Regions from separate parts of the Sus scrofa genome. Here region 2 is linked to region 1. A link is a contact called in public promoter capture Hi-C data. All regions are on one chromosome and are shown on one strand. The core of a region is the stretch at or near the end of the contact, and the rest is flanking DNA. Distances in the headings are between cores, read along the strand shown.

The links. Promoter capture Hi-C pulls out the DNA fragments that hold promoters and counts their contacts.
Region 2: a contact with region 1 is called in a promoter capture Hi-C map of fetal liver, with 2.7 times the contacts expected there. The contact joins the promoter of C1QTNF5 here to the promoter of HYOU1 in region 1. A contact is called at or near these places in 1 of 5 promoter capture datasets (fetal liver) and 1 of 2 datasets of contacts at active chromatin or transcription factors (alveolar macrophages).

The regions. Positions count from the first base shown.
Region 1 is chr9:46,274,216-46,279,033 of Sscrofa11.1, reverse strand. HYOU1 (hypoxia up-regulated protein 1) reads left to right here and starts at 1,978. Exons shown (of 25, transcript XM_021062954.1): 1 at 1,978-2,087; 2 at 3,047-3,144; 3 at 3,350-3,443; 4 at 3,625-3,703; 5 at 3,856-4,010; 6 at 4,132-4,208; 7 at 4,509-4,690. The coding sequence starts at 3,054.
Region 2 is chr9:46,547,508-46,552,482 of Sscrofa11.1, reverse strand. C1QTNF5 (complement C1q tumor necrosis factor-related protein 5) reads left to right here and starts at 2,337. Exons shown (of 3, transcript XM_003129940.3): 1 at 2,337-2,517; 2 at 2,805-3,061; 3 at 3,417-4,308. The coding sequence starts at 2,510. The coding sequence ends at 3,934. MFRP (membrane frizzled-related protein) reads left to right here. Exons shown (of 12, transcript XM_013979475.2): 9 at 254-387; 10 at 533-664; 11 at 1,204-1,331; 12 at 1,422-2,100. The coding sequence ends at 1,646. LOC110255443 (a long non-coding RNA gene) reads right to left here and starts at 2,202. Exons shown (of 3, transcript XR_002335677.1): 1 at 2,094-2,202.

The DNA.
Region 1 (4,818 bases), core at 729-3,228:
ATTTTAATCATCTAAAAAAGACAAGAGCTACATGTTTCAAGAGAGGAATATACAAATACACCAAATACAGAGGAAAAGGCCTGGAATGTTAATACACCACTGTTACCTGCTAACAGCAGATACTTCCAGAGAAGAGAGTGATGTAGCAAATGGTATCAAAGGGATTTTGCTTTATCTAGAATATTGGAACTTCTATCAAGATTATATTGATAATCTTGGCCTCGCTGGCCTTGCTCAGTGGGTTAAGGATCCAGTGTTGCCATGAGCTGCAGTGTAGGTCACAGATGCAGCTTGGATCAGGCATAGCTGTGGCTTTGGCTGGCAACTGTGGCTCTGATTCAACCCCTAGCATGGGAATTTCCATGTGTCGCAGGTGCGCCCCCCCAAAAAAAGTTAAACTTTTAAGTGAATTTCTCTTTATTTCTACCAATTTCTCTTCTACCTGAGGACTAAACTATTCTTTTTTTTTTTTCTTTTTTTTCTTTTTTAAGGCTGTTCCCTCAGCATACGGAGGATCCCAGGCTAGGGGTCTATTCAGAGCTACAGCTGCCGGCCAACGCCACAGCCACATCAACTCCAGATCCAGGCCTCATCTGCCACCCACACCACAGCTCACGGCAACACCAGATCCTTAACCCACTGAGCAAGGCCAGGGATCGAACCCACAACCTCATGGTTCCTAGTCAGATTTACTTCCACTGGTCCACTATGGGAACTCCCCTGAACTATTCTTAAAGGGAAGAAAAATAGACCTCTCCCTGGTACTGAAAGATTTATCTTCTAAGCGTAGAATCCTCTGGAGTTTCCTTGCAGAGCAGTGTTAAGGATCCAACATTGTTACTGTAGCAGCTCAGGTTAGTGCTGGGGCTTGAGTTCAATCCCTGGCCAGGGAACTTCACACGCTGCCAGAGTGGCCAAATAAGAAGAAGAAGAGACACAGAAATTTAATTCTCTCTCCCTAATCAACAAGAAAAATGTAGGGAAAGGAACAGATAAGGGTTTCTTAACCTAACCCTAGCTGTCACTGCCAGGGCCTTCATGAGAACCTTTTATGAAAGGAGGCCAGACATCAATTTTGTGAGAGGAGAGAAGCAAACGATATTCACATTAAAGAAAAGTATGCTCATCTCAATAAAACTGGGAAAAGAAAATAAAGTGCGCTCTTCAAGGACCAAATACATTTCTATGGGTCGGTAAAGGACAGAGAGGAGTGAGGAGCGTTGATAATTGCCGAGGTGCTTTGATTCGAAGGAGAAAAAAAGGGATGTGCACAAGTTTAATTGAAGAAAAACAGGAGGTGGTGTATCTGTGCTTAACCAATTACAAGTAAAATTATTTTGTGTATAGCGTTTTGCAGTTTGGAATATTCTTTCTCATACAAATTAGAAAAGAGTTTAGGCCAAATTCGGCCACTAAGACAAGCATTATCTCCGACCCATCAGCGAGCATCTGTTTTGGTGGTTTTACTTTCCTCAAAAAAACGAAAAGAAAATCAACTATGATGGAAAAATAAAAACCACATTTTAAAAAAATAAACGAAGGGAGGTCGGGGTGGTCTACGCCCGAAGCGCAGCGGTTCTCTGATTTCCAGCCAAAGCCTAGGGCAGTTCAATACCGACCAGCTAGAGAGCGCCTCTTCCGCTTGGCTGCGGAGGGGATGCGGGTCACTCCCGCTCCTCCGCCGGGGTTCCCAGGTAACCGACCGGAAGAGAGGGCCAAGTGCGGGCCCATCTTTGCGCCCACTTGCTCCAGGTACCGGTTACCCGCGACCCGGGCAGTCAGACGTCCAGCGAGGCAGCCGGAAAGGTCCCGCGATCGCACCAGGACCGACGCTGAGCCGTATGACGTGGGCCAATCGGAAGCCGGCGTCGGCGGTTTTCTTCCAACTGGTTGACTGGCCCCTTCGCTGCCTCCCCGGCAGGGGCTGGAGACGGAGGAGGGGGCGGGCCTAGGACGTGGCCCAATGGGAGCGCGCGCCGGGGCGGCAGGGGGAAGGACAGGGCGTGCTGCGCAGGGCCGGGCGGCGGAGGCTCCAATGAGCGCACGCCGCGTCCCGGGCCGGCTGGTGCGCGAGACGCCGCCGAGAGGTGGGTGGCTAATGTAACAGTTTGCAAACCGAGGGGAGTTGTGAAGGGCGCGGGCTTGAGGGGTGCTCTGCCAGCCTCGTGGGTCCGTCCGCCAGTGCGTCTGTCCCAGAGCTGGGGCCATAGGAGCGGAGGCAGAAGGTAGAGGGGGTGGGGATGGCGATGGGGACCGACCACCCCTTCTAGGGGAGGTAACGTGCTAGCTCCGGGGGCGGGTCGGTAGCGGGAGTGAGGGCCGCGCGGACGCCGGTGAGCTTGGCCCCGCAGCTCGGTCCTCGGGCCGCCCACACACCTTAGGGGTGGGCTAGGGACGGTTTCCGGGAGTGAGAGCCACCGCCTTCGGCAGGTGAACTCGGGGGACTCGGTACCCGTCCGTCCCGGACTCTTACCGTTCCAGACTCAGCGTCTGTGTAGGCAGCTGGGCCCGGGATGGGATGAAGAAGGGGGACAGGCCGGACAACCCGAAGGGATGCTGATGAGACAGGCCCTTCTTCCATCTCCTCCTCCCCCAACGTCACCATCTCTCAGTTCCTGTCCAGGCCCGACCTGGCTTTCCCCGCCAGCGGAGGGCCCCCAGGTGTGGGAAGGTAGTTGAGCCCTGGGCCGGGATCTCTGGCCGCCCCCCAGGTGTCTGACATCAGGGACAGTGCTAGAATGCGCTGGTTGCCGTGGGCGGAAGGCCCTGGTTTTCTTCCTCCTGCTCTGTTACCTTCCCTGTTTAGGGATGTAGTGGCTTTAGCTCAGGACTCATGTCATTTCACCTGGGCCTTTGTGTGGGTACTTCTGAGGACGATGAGAGTGCTTGTTTCTCACTAGGAAGGAGGGGAAGGGATGTAGACTGCCCTGCCCTGGGTGAGGATGGAGGAGGTAGGAATTTTAAAGCTTCTCTGTTCTGGATGAGGTTCTGCCTCCTTACTCAGGGCATCCAGTTAGTTACAGGTGTTGTTTTTCTCCTCCCCCAGGGACGCAATGGCAGCCATGGTCAGGAGGCAGAGGCCGAGGAGGCTAGCCTGTTGGGCCTTGATGGCTGTGCTCTTGGCAGACCTGCTGGCGCTGAGTGGTGTGTACCCCAACAGAGGCATCCAAAGAGACATAAATGAGTGAAGGATGAGTGATGTGTGGTGGGAAGCCTCTGCAGTCTTGAGCTGCTGGACCCACACCTTTGTCTTTCTCTGTCCTACCTTCTCCATGGAAGGTGCTTTAATGAGCAGGCCCTCAGGAAGATGGGGAAAGGGGGCTAATTGACAAATCTGTTTCCCCTTCAGACACACTGGCAGTGATGTCCGTGGACCTGGGCAGCGAGTCCATGAAGGTGGCCATTGTCAAACCTGGAGTGCCTATGGAGATTGTCTTGAACAAGTGAGGGCAGCCCCAGTGTTGGGTGGGGAAAGAGGGAGTCTGGACCCCAAGCTGCCATGTATTCTTTCTGGTGCCCTCAACAGGCCTTGGTGTCTGCATGATTGATTGTATGTGGGGTATGGAGGCTCTTGAGAACACACCTTGCCGTTGGGCATCTGATCTCAGTGTCTCTTTTCCTCAGGGAATCCCGGAGGAAAACCCCAGTGACTGTGACCCTGAAAGAGAATGAAAGATTCTTTGGAGACAGTGCAGCAAGCATGGTGAGCTAGCAGCCCACCCCCTTGCCAGAAGCAAGGGCCAGAGGAGAGGGGATGACTGACCCCGGAGCCTGTTCCCTGATCGGTCTCTGGGGTATGAGATCAGTGATGTTAGGCTTGGGAGCCTAATGCTCTGCTTCTCCTTTACCTCTTAGGCCATCAAGAATCCAAAGGCTACACTGCGTTACTTCCAGCATCTCCTGGGGAAGCAGGAGAATAACCCCCATGTGGCTCTTTACAGAGCCCGTTTCCCAGAGCACGAGCTAGGCTTCGACCCACAGAGGCAGACTGTGTACTTCCAAATCAGCCCGTGAGTGTCCTGCTGGGGAAGGTGGGCTCTGTGGGTCTGACGGGATCCCCATTGGCGTGTGCCCCCGTTGTCCTTGCCTTGACGCCTGGCTTTCCTTGCTGCTGACCGCCCCCTCCTCCAGGCAGCTGCAGTTCTCACCTGAGGAGGTCCTCAGCATGCTTCTCAATTACTCGCGTTCTCTGGCTGAAGACTTTGCAGGTGAGTGGCCAGGGTGGGGCCATTGGCAGCCGGGGTCCTTAGAGTCTCAAATGGAGGCAGTTTTGCTTCCCGGGGAGCATTTGGCAATATCTGATGATGCTTTTTGGTTGTCACAACCGGGGAGCTACTGCCGCTAGCATCTAGTAAGAAGCCAGGGCCACTGCCAAACATCCTAGACTGCCCAGGACCGCCCTTCAAAATAAAGAATTATCTGGCCCTAAACATCAGTTGTGCTGAGACTGGGAAACCCTTGTCTAAGGTATGAGCTGGTGGGACCCCCTGTTCTGTTGGCCCCTGTAGAGCAGCCCATCAAGGACGCAGTGATCACCGTGCCAGCCTTCTTCAATCAGGCGGAGCGCCGAGCTGTGCTGCAGGCTGCGCGCATGGCTGGCCTCAAGGTGCTGCAGCTCATCAATGACAACACAGCCACCGCCCTCAGCTACGGTGTCTTCCGCAGGAAAGATATCAACACCACAGCCCAGGTGAGCCGGGAAGTTTGACCAGACTTGCAGGATGGCTGAGTCTGAGGATAGAGGCCACTCAGCTGAGTTGCGTGGCTAGTCCTTGACAAAATGGGGCAGTGACCCTCTCTCAGCCCCCTTTGGAGCTG
Region 2 (4,975 bases), core at 1,088-3,587, 270 kb before region 1:
GCCCACAAGAATGCTCACTGATCTCCCCCAGCTCAAAGTGGCTCAAGTTCAAGCAGTTTGTTTGTTTAGTACTTTGTCTACTGAATACCTGTCTTCCTCACCAGCCCCTAAGTTCCAGGAGTCAGCGACCATGCCTCCCATGCCCTCTGGCATCCCCTGGAGCACCCAGTGCCACGCCAGCCCCGCAGGGGACCTTGTGCACGCTGGCTGGGCCAAGGGCTCCTGCACCAGGACTGCTGTTTGCTTCCGGCAGGTTCTGTGGAGCAGAACCGCCACCCCAGCGCCTCATCTCCTCGTACCACCAGCTGGCTGTCCTTTTTAGGACAGATCATGGCATCAGCGGTGGGGGCTTCTCGGCCACCTACCAGGCCCTCAATGCCACAGAGAGTAGGTGGCCATGGGCGAGTGGGTGTGGGCAGGAGAGGCGCCTCCAGAAGACTAGAGAAGGGCTCTGGACCCTGGTTGGGGCACTGTGAAGGCAGCAGGAGTACAGGCATGTTCTGGGGCACTGCCACGCCCCCTGTGCCTGCAGAGCCCTGTGGACCTGGAGAGCTCTCCTGCCGGGATGCAGGGTGTAAGAGTCTGCAGTGGATGTGTGGTTTATGGAGAGACTGTGCAGAGAGCAGTGGTGACAACTGCAGCAGCCCCTTGTTCCCACCCCCAGGTGAGGAGCTTCCCCCAGGGCACCGCAGCCAGGGACTGCAGGCCTGAACAGGCTGCATGCCCATGTATAGAAACCCCCTGGCACACTTCATAGCAGCCACCCCTCTCCTCCCTGACGGGGGCAGGGGACCCACTATCCTGACTCCGGACCCCTTCACCAAGTCCTGGATTCTCCCCCAATGGGGGCAAAGGCATTTAGGGTCACCCCTAAAGGAAATGGGAATCTGGGAGTTGACAGCTTCAAGAACCAGTCCAGCCTTGTCAAACCAGCCCTCTCCAGGGCCCACCTCAAAGATGTGGGTGAGAGGAGGGGCACTCCTTCCAGAGGCCCAGCAGTCCTGCTGATGTTGAGGCCCCATGCTCCCTGATGCGCAGGGCTGGCGAATAATGCCCATTCTCGAGAAGAGGAATCCTCAACATGTATAAAGCATCTCTCCCTGTTATCTCTGATCCTCACGACAACCCCCATCTGACCCATACAGAGCAATTAGGTGACTTGTGAGTGTTCCCCAGAGTGACCCTCCCCTCCCATCCTTGCAGAGCTGGCCTGTGAGCCTGTCCAGGTGGAGATGTGCATCGGTCTGAGCTACAACACCACGGCCTTCCCTAACATCTGGGTGGGCATGGCCACCCAGGAGGAGGTGGTGGAGCTCCTCAGAGGTTACAAGGTGCTCTGCGCAGAGATAATGAGGGACCCCCAGAAAGGGGAGGGAACCTGGGGAGCAGGATGCCTGAGGGCTGATCTCCTTCTTCCACAGAGCCTGACAAGTCTGCCCTGCTACCAGAATTTCCGGAGGCTCCTTTGCGGGCTGCTTGTGCCCCACTGCACCCCGCTAGGCAGTGTCCTTCCCCCTTGCCGCTCTGTCTGCCAGGAGGCAGAGCGCCAGTGCCAGTCTGGCCTGGCACTCCTGGGCACCCCCTGGCCCTTCAACTGCAACAGGCTGCCCGAGGCAGCTGGCCTGGAGTCTTGTGCCCAGCCCTGACCTTGAAGCCGGCCCCTGCCCTCTGCTGCCCATCCTCCTTTGCCTATCAGGGCAGGCAAGCAGAGAAGCAAAGGAAGGGGGCCAGCATGGGACTCTGCCCATCTCCTCTGGGTCTCCCCAGGGAGGGGAAGAGAAGTCCTTGGGGCTAATGGGACCCTCCCACCTTCCCAGATCCCTCCCCATCCCTTTACTTGCTCCAGCTGCTGCAAACAGCTGGCCTGACTCCACCACCTATACCACCAACAATCTGGACCACTTCCCACCCAAGCCTCTGACCCCAATTTGCTACCTGCTTTTTCAGGCTCTCCGCCACTCACCTTCTGACATTTTCATTTACTCAACAAAAATGTACTGAGTGCTTAGTTACATGGCAAGCCCTGTTCTGAGCACTGGGAAGCTGCTTTGTCTACTGCTGCTGGAACCTTCCACCCTCAGGTCTCATCTTACCTTTCTCCTGGTCTAGAGTGTTGCCCTTGGTCTCTGTCACAGCACCATCTCTCCTGCCTGCTCCTTGGAGTTGTAGGCGCCCTGAGCATCTGTCTCTCGCGGTTCTGCCTCTCTGTGCCTGGCTCAAATCTCTCTCTCTCTCTCTTTTCTCTCCCAAACTTTGGCCGGCCGCCGGGCGACACCACGAGTTATTTCCCTGCTATTTCCCAGCCCGGGTTCTTGGCCCCTGAACAACTGGTTTCCTCTTGGAGTCTGGGAGGAGCAGAGCAGCCGGCAAGGAACGACCCAGGGCCAGGGAGGCGCCGAGGGCAGGGGCTAGAGAGAAGTGCAGGGCAGGCAGCAGGGCTCAGCTGGAGGGTCCGGAGTAGCGCGCCCCAAAGGAGGCCAGAGAGAGCGCGAGCTTCCCCCGAGCCAGGATGGAGGGGTGAGTGGGGGGGGCGGGGAAACGGAGTTGGGGGAGGGGACTGTGGGAAAGCCTGGGCGCCGGCCCGTGGGGGAGGGGGAGGGAGGGTCGGCCTCTCCCTTCCCCGCTGCGCGGTGCTCCCGGGGGTTCTCGGATCTAGGGGCGCCGGGTTCTTCATCCTCCCGCGGCCGCTCAGCCTCTCTCAGGCGCATGGCAGTGGGGTGGGTCCCACGCCGACCACGCCGAGGCCGGGAGCGAGGCTTGTCGCGGGATTCTGGGTCCCGACTCCTGTCCTGCCCGGCCCACAGACGACCAGAGGCCCCCGGCGTCTGGGCTCCGCGTGCCGGCGCCATGAGGCCGCTCCTCGCCCTGCTGCTCCTGGGTCTCGCGGCCGGCTCGCCCCCACTGGACGACAACAAGATCCCCAGCCTGTGCCCAGGGCACCCCGGCCTTCCTGGCACGCCGGGCCACCACGGCAGCCAGGGCCTGCCCGGCCGCGACGGCCGCGATGGCCGCGACGGCGCGCCCGGGGCTCCGGGAGAGAAAGGCGAGGGCGGGAGGCCGGGTAAGAGGCGCCTCCGCTGCGATCCGTGGGGACGTCGGAGCTAGCCCGGCCCGATTCCGCTCTCCGGGCCCGGGGCTCGATCTTCCCACCAAGGGGGCGCCGCTCCTGTCCCACACCCCACCCCCACTCCCGACTCCGGCGGCTCCCAGAGCCGGGAGAGGAGAGGGTGACTCAGCGGCGGGAGCCACAACCCCTGGGATCCTCAGATCTGCCCCAAGCCCTGTAGGAAGAGGGGAGGGAGCCCTGGGGCGCAAGGCGGCCCCGGCCGGGCAGTGGTGGCTGGGAGGCTGAGGGTGGATGAGGGAGGAGCAGCGGGCACACCCTAACCGCTCCGCTTCTCCCCCACGCCCCGCAGGCCTCCCGGGGCCGCGTGGGGAGCCCGGGCCGCGAGGAGAGGCGGGCCCGGTGGGGGCGATGGGGCCTGCGGGCGAGTGCTCAGTGCCTCCGCGCTCCGCCTTCAGCGCCAAGCGCTCCGAGAGCCGAGTGCCACCGCCATCGGACGCGCCCCTACCCTTCGACCGCGTGCTGGTGAACGAGCAGGGACATTACGACGCCGTCACGGGCAAGTTCACCTGCCAGGTGCCCGGGGTCTACTACTTCGCCGTCCACGCCACCGTCTACAGGGCTAGCCTGCAGTTCGATCTGGTCAAGAATGGCGAGTCCATCGCCTCTTTCTTCCAGTTCTTTGGGGGGTGGCCCAAGCCAGCCTCGCTCTCCGGGGGCGCCATGGTGAGGCTGGAGCCCGAGGACCAGGTGTGGGTACAGGTGGGCGTGGGTGACTACATTGGCATCTATGCCAGCATCAAGACAGACAGCACCTTCTCTGGATTTCTAGTGTATTCCGATTGGCACAGCTCCCCTGTCTTTGCTTGATGCCCGCTGGAAAGTGAGCCCGTGCTCTCTCACTCCGAGGTGTGACACTGAGGGCCACATCATCCTGGAGGGCTGGCCCCCCTGGAATGTTGTGTAGGACTGCAGAGGTGGGATGGGGGCCTCTCCCTTCTGCTGCCTCAGGGAATGGGGACAGAGACTCTGAGATCAGGGCTGGCAGCATGGGGCAGTGGCTGGATTTCTGCCCTAGACCAAAGGAGTGCGCTGTGCTGGCAGGGTCCCCCCAGTTGTTCTGGCCCAGAACCCCAAAGTGGGGTGCTCCTTTCCTGGTCCTCTGCTTCTCTGGGTCCTCCCTCATCTCTCCTGTTCCTGGGCTCTTTTCTCAGAGATCATTCAATAAATCTAAGAAAACCTCCTACTGGCTTCAGCCTTTCTTCTTTAATGGTGGGGATGCCCTGATCCTGAAACTGGGGTGGTGGTGGGAAGGAGTGGGGAGAGGGTGCTCAGGCAGACGGGAGGGCTCTTAGGCTGGATGGAGCTGTGGGGCAGGAGACACAGGAAGCAGGCCCAGGTGAAAGGCTGCTCCACAGAGCTTCTGCCTAAGCTGTAAAGGTTGTGAACAGGAGTGGCCTGCTGAGGAGGGTGTCCTGGTATGGGGCTCCAGCCCCAAAAGGAAGCCCCTTTTTCCAACTCATTGATAGTATATGGACTGGCTGTGATTTCATCACACACACCCCTGCCCTGACCAACTAAAAGGAGCCCAGGATTTTCATTCATGACTGCTCTGGCTGTTTGCCCGGTCGCTATGTAACTCCAAAGCTATTTCTCTGTCCCCCATGCCAGGGGAGTGGAGTGCCCTTGGATGTCTAGAGGTAAGTCATTTTGGAGATGGCCACAAGGGGGCGTCCCAGTTCCAGAATGCAGCAATGACCCTAGGTTGCTTGAGCTCCTGACTACCAGGATTGTTAGTGGGAGAGAGGCTATTGAGGTCTGCCAATAGCATCCAGATGGGGGCTGAAGGAAAAAAGGGTTTTTTTCTCCCAGCTCAGGAAGTTTATCTTCTCTCATAAAATGTTTATCCTC